2 separate regions of the Gossypium hirsutum genome follow, and region 1 is linked to region 2. The links are chromatin contacts, called in public Hi-C maps. All regions are on one chromosome and are shown on one strand. Each heading gives the region's core, a stretch centred on a gene start, on an enhancer-like site or on the middle of the called end of the contact. The rest is flanking DNA. Distances are from core to core; before and after follow the strand shown.

Region 1 (4,034 bases), core at 1,217-3,716, 170 kb before region 2:
ATACTTTTAAGTGAGAAGTACTTGTTTAAGGAAAAACTCATCTCAAAAGCACTGCTAAACGGGACCTAAATGAAGGTCAAATCATTCAAAATGATCAAATAACCGCCTTTTTCAAAGTCTTCAAATAAGAATTTTTCAAATGTTATATATCAAGCTTCAAAATAATATCATTTGTTCTATTTTAGTCATGTAGGAATTCACCTAATTTTCACTACAAACTAGAGTTAAGTGGGATAAAAGCTTTTATTTGAATATTTTTGTAAATATTATTTTTTATTACCATTTTAAAGATTTGACATTTATACAAACAACTCCTAAAAATTATCCTAATTTGAGCTTTAATCGATTTTTTTATTAATTTATAAAAAATCGTAATAATATAACTCAATTTATAAAACAAATGATTTTTAATTTTTTTTAAATAAATACGAATATAATCTTTTTATACAATCCAAAATACAGAAAAAAGAAAGAAAGAATTAAGATGTAAGGATATGTACTAGGGCCTGTAAAGACCTTGAGTTTCACCACAGCCCATAATAGAAGATGGTAACTTGCCAACCTTATCAATCCCTTCTGCAAATACCACGCCCATACCCATATAGAAATGGGATTCTATATGGCAATGGAATGCCCAAGCTCCTGGGTTATCAGCCCTAAACCTCAAAGCAGTCCATCCATAAGGATGTACCGGCACTGTGTTCTTCATAATCGGGTTCACCAAATTATACTTCATTGGATCATTGAACATATCGAACTTCCCTTCCCCATACCCCAATACCCAGAAATCATGTCCATGTAAATGCCAAGGATGCGTCTCACTGGTATTAAGAATCATGGAGTTGGCATTTTGAAGTATAATATCCACAGTTGAGTTGAAGTTCAACCTGTAAACCCCATTGCTCGAAGTAGCATTTTTGTTCTCTTGTACTATACGGATATCATAATTCTGGAAATCGTACCCATCGGGAGGTGGGTTTTGATCGAACACATGGGTTAGATTTTCCTTGAGTGCGATCAAGTAAGGTGTATGAGGAAGTGCGAAAGAGACATTGTTGACCGACCACCGAACATTCCCATTGATCGTGTTTTGTGTGTTGAGGAACACAATGACCCTGTCTGAACGTGAAGGTGGAGTGTGAATGTAACCTTGGCGAGCTTTAATGGCGTGACTCTGAGCTAATCGAGGGTCAGTGTTATTCCATAGAGGAGGAGGTGGAGGAGTTGTGGGAGGAGATCTCCTTGGATGATTTGGATAGTAAACGAAAACGCCGAGACCAGGAGGAGTTTTGGGTGCTGATCGACCAACAATATTGGATGTTATCCAATAATTCCTTGTGGGATCTTGGTCGGCTTTTACTAGGACCGAATATGTCTCTCCCGAGTAAAGGAACAAGTTTTGTACTACAAATGGCTCAACGTAATGCCCATCAGCTTCAACCACTGTCATATTATGACCCTGAAACAGAAACAAATTAGCTTCCAGATTTAAAAACAGGCAAAATTTGAACCCATTTTACAGTCTTAAGAAATACCTCAATTTGGAAGCTGAGGGCTGATAGAGCAGTTAAACTAGAGATTCTCAATCGATAAGTTTTTCCAGGGACTGCTATTAATCTGAAAGGCTCACAATCTGGATTTGTAGCATTGCAAATACCAGCGTCTAAACTTGGAGTAATTAAAGTAGAGCAGTTGAACTTTCCTCTTCCATGGATCAAAAGTGACTCAGGCTCTCCAACCCATTGGAAGGGAATAGCAGACAAGCCAGCAGCTTGTTCATAAGTGCTTTTATGGTACCAATCATTGAGTATAATATTCCGATCATAATCGTAGGTAAAAGGTTCGGATTTTCCATCAGGAAGTCCAACAATGATTGATCCATATAACCCAGCTTCTCTTTGCATCCCATAATGTGCATGATACAAGTATGTTCCAGCCTAAATCCAATACAAATTTTTTTGGAATTTCAGTTTATAAATCTCAAATTAGAAGAAAGAAAAAAAAGCCTTGAAACTTGAAACACAAACTTACTCTGTCGACAACAAACTGATACTTGAAAGTGGTTCCGGGTAAAATCGGACATTGAGTCACTCCTTCAGTTCCATCGAACCAGGGTGTTCCGATCTGTCGAATTCCATGCCAGTGAATTGCAACATTCTCTGTTAACAAACTGTTGGTGAGCTCAACGATGATAGTATCATTTTGCTGTGCGGTGATTGTAGGACCAGGTGTTCGGCCATTGATGGTTATTACCAGTTTCTTTAAACAATCAGGGGACTTGTATTCGTACTTCACTTCCCATTTATACCGACGAATCCGAGCTTCAACGGCCGAACCATTTAACAAAGCTATAATCCCTAATAACCATAGAAATAAGATTACTCTGCTTTTGCATTTTGGTATCAAAACCATATTGCTAAAGATCATGCTTTCAGCTTTCCACTCAGTCAACAAAAAAATTTTGAGTGGTTACACCCTTGGCGTGCAAAGTATATATAGTATGTCGAGGGATAGAGGGTAAAAGTATAATGGAATTTTGTATTAACAGTTAAATTGTATTGTATTTTTTATAATTAAAAATTAGATAAATTAGTCAATTATATAATTAATTATTTTATTAAAAATTCATCAATTACGTAGTACATATAATATGTTACATGTCATCGTTAGATTATTCTATCAATCATACTAATTTTTAAAAATATAAAAAAAAATGAAACTGTTAAAAGAAAGAATTAACTTACACTTTAATGTATACTTATTATTTTAATAAAAGTTTCAATAATAATTTTACTAGCATCTATGCCTTTCATACGTGGTCAATTAGTTGGGAAGATCAACACGTCTTTTTCTTTCCCTTTTAGAATTTTCTTGCCTTTTCTAAGATTTTTTAGAAATTAAATAATAAATTATTTATTTATTAGTCAAAACAACAATATCATTATAATAAATGCGTGAAAACTGAAATATATTTTTATATTTAGTAAATTAGAAAAGTATGATTATGGCAAATGAATTTTTGGCTTAATAGCATGTTTGAAATTTTGAAAACTAAGAGTTCATATTTAAGTTTCATCAAGCATAAATATATGATTTCTTTTCTATATTTATTTTAGTTAATTAATTTGAGTTGAATTTATTTAAATTTAATTAATTACTTATAAATTATTTTTAATAAATATAAGGTTCAGATATATTATAAGTTTATGTATTCTTCTTAGATTTAAAATTTAGTCCTTATACTTTTATTTTTAAGAATTTAGTCCTTCTACCTTTTTAGATTTCAAATTTTAGTTTCATTATTAAAATTTTTAAAATTTATTTTGTTTAATTTAGATTCATTACGACATTAATTTTTTAGTTACATAATTATTTGAAAATGTCACCAAAAAAATTTAAAGTGTTAATAATTAGACTTAAATTTTAAATTTTAAATTTTAAAAAATAAAAAATTTTAAATTTTAATAAAAATGAAGGCAAAATATATGCCAGTAGATAAAGAAATTAAGAAAGTCCACTTTTGGCAGCGGAATAAACCAGTCAGACAAGTTGAACAGAAGCATATGTATCCTCAAACGAAGAAGCCGAGTATTAACGTGGATTTTCTTCCAAGTTTGTTGACAAGTGCACATGTTAGCATGCCAAAAGAATAAATAGATTATGTTAAAAAAGGTAATTTAAAAAATTAATCATAAATTTCGTCAACACTAATTAAATAAAAGTATAATTATTACTATTTTATAATTATAATAGGATTTGTTTAGACAATACAGATTAATTGAATGAAAGTGTAATTACAATCTTGTCATTATAAAAAATTGTAATTCCCTTAATGTATTTGGTTGATAGAGTAATTATATTGTAATTTCATGTGCATGTTTAGTAGTACAAACTGTAATTACACAGTTATATAATTTATATTTTAAAAAATTTTAAAAATTATAAAAATATTAGTATAATAATAATTTCTATAAAAAAATTTAAAATCAAATCATCATATGTATTGTATTAGTAATAAATATAAGAAAAAATAA
Region 2 (4,279 bases), core at 1,326-3,825:
TTCTAGTTTTACTAAAATAATTGGTTAAAAAATTACTTGATCAAATTTATTATAATTATAAATGAGAATTTTAATTCTCTTAAATGACCTTTTTAAAGGAATTTATATAATAATAATAATAAGTCAAATTTATATTGAATTTTTTTAAATTTAAATTATTTTGCTTCCATTAACCAAACAGTGAAAAGTGAAAAATTATATTACTTTTTAAATAGTAAATTTTAATTATTTATAAAATAATATTTTATATATAAAATTTTATAAATAATACATTTTTAATATAATATAATATATTAATTAATATATTAATTATATATTATCTGTAAAATGTTTTGGGAATATATTAACGGCTAAGAAAAAAATAAAAAAATAAAAAATTAAGAATTTAATTTACTATATTAATTTTTATAATTTAAAAATTACATGAAGTAAAACTACACTATCAATTGAATATGTTAAAAATATTTTAATTATTGTTTCAATTTATTATTATACTATTTAGATTTTAAATAAATTAATATATAAAATTACATACAATACATATGAGATTAGAGACTAATATATATTCTGAAAAATAAATGCTCTTTATTATTTATTATACTTCAAAATTGCCATTATAGTTTTTATTACATTTGAAATTTATCAAATGTATAACTAAAAAATTTTAATTTTTTCGAAACGCTTTTTTAATGAATTGAATTTGATAATAGAAAAAAGATATTTTAAAAAAAATCATTACATATTATATTTATTTTAAGTGCTTTAGAGGATTTTTATTTCTAATAATGTTTATCAAAATTATAACTAACACATTTAAATTTATCAAAAATTTGTTAAGAAATTAATTTAATAAATTTTTTTGACTCATCGAAAAGATAAATTTTAAACTTTTTTAAAAACATGTTAATTTATAAACAATTAAGCATAATTAAATAATAAGTTTTAAGAGATTATTATTTTTAACAATGATTAAAAAATAATAATATTTTGAAAAGTTAGCTTAAATATCTAACATAATTATTGTGAACAATAAAATATATTTTAATATGAAAAAAAAGTACATTATAAAAGTTTCATGAAAAACAATATATTATATTCTACCAAAGCACGAGATACACTTAGTGGCATTAAAAAATTGTTAACTAAAATACAAAAATAATTTAATATTTTTATAAATTAGCAATTTGAGAAAACTCTAATCTTGATCTCAGTCTGGTTTATTTTTAAGTGTCAAAGTCTCAGTCAAATCCTTTTATTTATTTACGACCCTGATTCTAGCTGACAAGTACGGGATCTCATCTTTTTAACCATGCCAGATTAATAGTTAAACTGTAAATTTTGGTTTTTTTATCCTAATAATAATAAAAATAACTTAAATAATATGCTCTTAAGATTATTTATCAAAATGATATCTTTATTTCAATATTTTACTGGTGTTACCTAATAAATTGGCGACACCATACTGAAACATGATGACTTAAAATATTCAAAATCTAATATATAAGTTGACAGTGCGGCGACACCAAACTTTAAATAAAGTAAATTGTTTTTTAAACTCTTTTTGTTTATTATTTCTTTTTATTTCTCTTTAACACAAAAAATAGAGAGACTTTTTATCAATTAGTCTATAAAGTTTTTTTTACTAAAAAGTATTTTTGTAAAAAAATCGATTTTAACTAGAAATAAATTTTATTTATTTTTAAAAAAATAATTTTTTTGTTCAAATAATTTTTTTTAAAAATTATTCCGACAAGAATAAAAGAATTTGAACAAAAATTATTTTTCAAAAAATAAATAAAATTTATTTTCAATAGGAATCAATTTTTTTACAAAAAGAAAATTTGATAGAAATTTTTTTTGAGTAATTGGTAAGAAGCCTCTCTATTTTTTGTATTAAAAGAAAATAAAAGAAAATAATAAATAGAGAAAGTTTATGAAGCAGTTTAACTTATTTAAAGTTTGATGCTCTCACACTATTAACGGACCTAACAATTCTTTTTAACAACCAATCAAAATGAGAAATTTACGTATTAAATCCCTGAATATTTTAAGTCAATATATTTTAATCTTGTGTCACTAATTTACCCCAACACTGACAAAATACTGTAGTAAAAGTACTATTTTGATAAATAATTTTATGGGTATATATTTGAATTATTAAATTTTTTTATATTATTGATGTAAGAAAAGCCGTATCTTTTATTATTATTACTTCCCACTCTGGCCTCACATGAAAACAAGCAAGGACGGACTCAGTTGATAGTTGAGATGCACAATACACCTCAACTAAAGCGCGTAAGAAACACCTATTCTTCACCGTCGGCCAAGTCTTCGGCATATACCATTAAAATTCCGGTCTTTTATCCACGTGGAAATACAGCGCGTGGATATGGGTCCTACTAAACGATCCAGTCATTCAATCAATATACCCCTTCGAGTACCTTCTCAATGGCAACACAATAAAAATAAAATAAAATAAAATTTCCTTCACAAGGTTAAGCCACGTGTAAAGTGTATTACACGTCAAAAATGACACCCCTCTTCACACGTACGAACGGGCAAAAAAACCACAAAACAGCATAGGCATGGCCTACCTTCTCTTGAATCGAAAAACCAAAGGGGATTCAATGACGAAATTTTAACGTAAGGCATCAACCATTGTGATGATGCCACGTGTATCCTCTCATTATATGTTTCCTCTATAAATAAGCCTCCTAGTCCCAAGCTTTGAAGCACAAAATTGTGGGGCAAAAGAGAAATAAAAACAGTTTCATTTCCATTCTAAGTTTGTGTTTTTTATTTGCCTTTTGTGGGTTTTTTTTAAAAAAAATTCAGCAAAAATGTTTATTGAGAGTTTTAAGGTAGAGAGCCCCAATGTGAAGTACACGGAGAATGAAATTCAGTCTGTTTACAACTATGAAACTACAGAGCTTGTTCATGAGAACAAAAATGGAACCTATCAATGGGTTGTTAAACCCAAAACTGTCAAATATGAATTCAAGACTGATATCCATGTCCCTAAATTGGGGTTAGAATCCAAATCTGCCCATCATTTGTTTTTTTGCCATTTCGATTTTGATTATTTTGATTTTATTTATTTATGTGTTTTAGGGTGATGCTTGTGGGATGGGGAGGAAACAATGGTTCAACCCTCACCGGAGGTGTTATAGCTAACAAAGAGTGAGTTTTGTACTTTCTAGATAAAAGATCTGATTAATTTTGATTTGTTTTCTTTTCTCCTTTTTTTTTTTTGGATTTTTGAGATATGGGTAATGATGGGTTTTCTCAGGGGTATCTCTTGGGCTACTAAGGACAAGGTACAACAGGCTAATTACTTTGGTTCATTGACTCAAGCATCAACGATCCGAGTTGGGTCCTACAATGGAGAAGAGATTTATGCTCCATTTAAGAGTCTTCTTCCTATGGTATACGAATTATAAACCCAGATTTAGTTTTTAATTTACTAGTTTGCTACTTAATGCTTAATGCTTGATAAATGAATGAATAAAGGTGAACCCAAATGATATTGTGTTTGGAGGATGGGACATTAGTGACATGAACCTAGCTGATGCAATGGCTAGGGCCAAGGTTTTCGACATTGATCTGCAAAAGCAACTGAGACCCTACATGGAATCCATGGTCCCACTCCCTGGAATCTACGATCCTGATTTCATTGCTGCTAACCAAGGTGAACGTGCCAATAATGTCATGAAGGGGACCAAGAAAGAACAAGTTCAGCAGGTCATCAAAGACATCAGGTATATAATCAACTCCAACCCTCCAAACTGTATTTGTTAAGCTTGTAGAACAGGAAAAGTAGCTGAATTTTTTAACATTTGATTGGGTAAATCAGGGAGTTCAAAGAGAAAAACAAGGTGGACAAGGTTGTTGTACTCTGGACTGCAAACACTGAGAGGTACAGCAATGTCATTGTGGGGCTAAATGACACCGTGGAAAGCCTTATGGCTTCTTTGGAGAAGAATGAATCAGAGATTTCTCCTTCCACTTTGTATGCTATTGCTTGTGTTCTTGAAAATGTTCCTTTCATCAATGGCAGCCCACAAAACACCTTTGTTCCAGGTTCTTAATTTAGCTCAGCTGTCTTCCTAATTTTATAAATTGTAATGACGAGTAAATGTAATAACCTCTACAAGTGACTCTTATTGTATTCAGGGTTGATTGATTTGGCTATTCAAAGGAACTGTCTGATTGGAGGAGATGACTTCAAGAGTGGCCAGACCAAGATGAAATCTGTCCTCGTGGATTTCCTTGTTGGGGC

The links. A called contact is a pair of places that touch in the nucleus more often than the background predicts.
Region 1: a contact with region 2 is called in a Hi-C map of leaf, with 1.6 times the contacts expected there. The contact joins the promoter of LOC107951678 here to the promoter of LOC107951681 in region 2. A contact is called at or near these places in 9 of 34 Hi-C or Micro-C datasets (callus and leaf).

Annotation. Positions count from the first base shown.
Region 1 is chrA02:99,136,987-99,141,020 of Gossypium_hirsutum_v2.1, reverse strand. It overlaps LOC107951678 (L-ascorbate oxidase), which reads right to left and starts at 2,466. Exons shown (of 3, transcript XM_016886802.2): 1 at 2,032-2,466; 2 at 1,536-1,937; 3 at 266-1,459. The coding sequence starts at 2,427. The coding sequence ends at 500.
Region 2 is chrA02:98,969,285-98,973,563 of Gossypium_hirsutum_v2.1, reverse strand. It overlaps LOC107951681 (inositol-3-phosphate synthase), which reads left to right and starts at 2,575. Exons shown (of 10, transcript XM_016886803.2): 1 at 2,575-3,028; 2 at 3,112-3,180; 3 at 3,290-3,425; 4 at 3,511-3,758; 5 at 3,854-4,080; 6 at 4,174-4,279. The coding sequence starts at 2,841.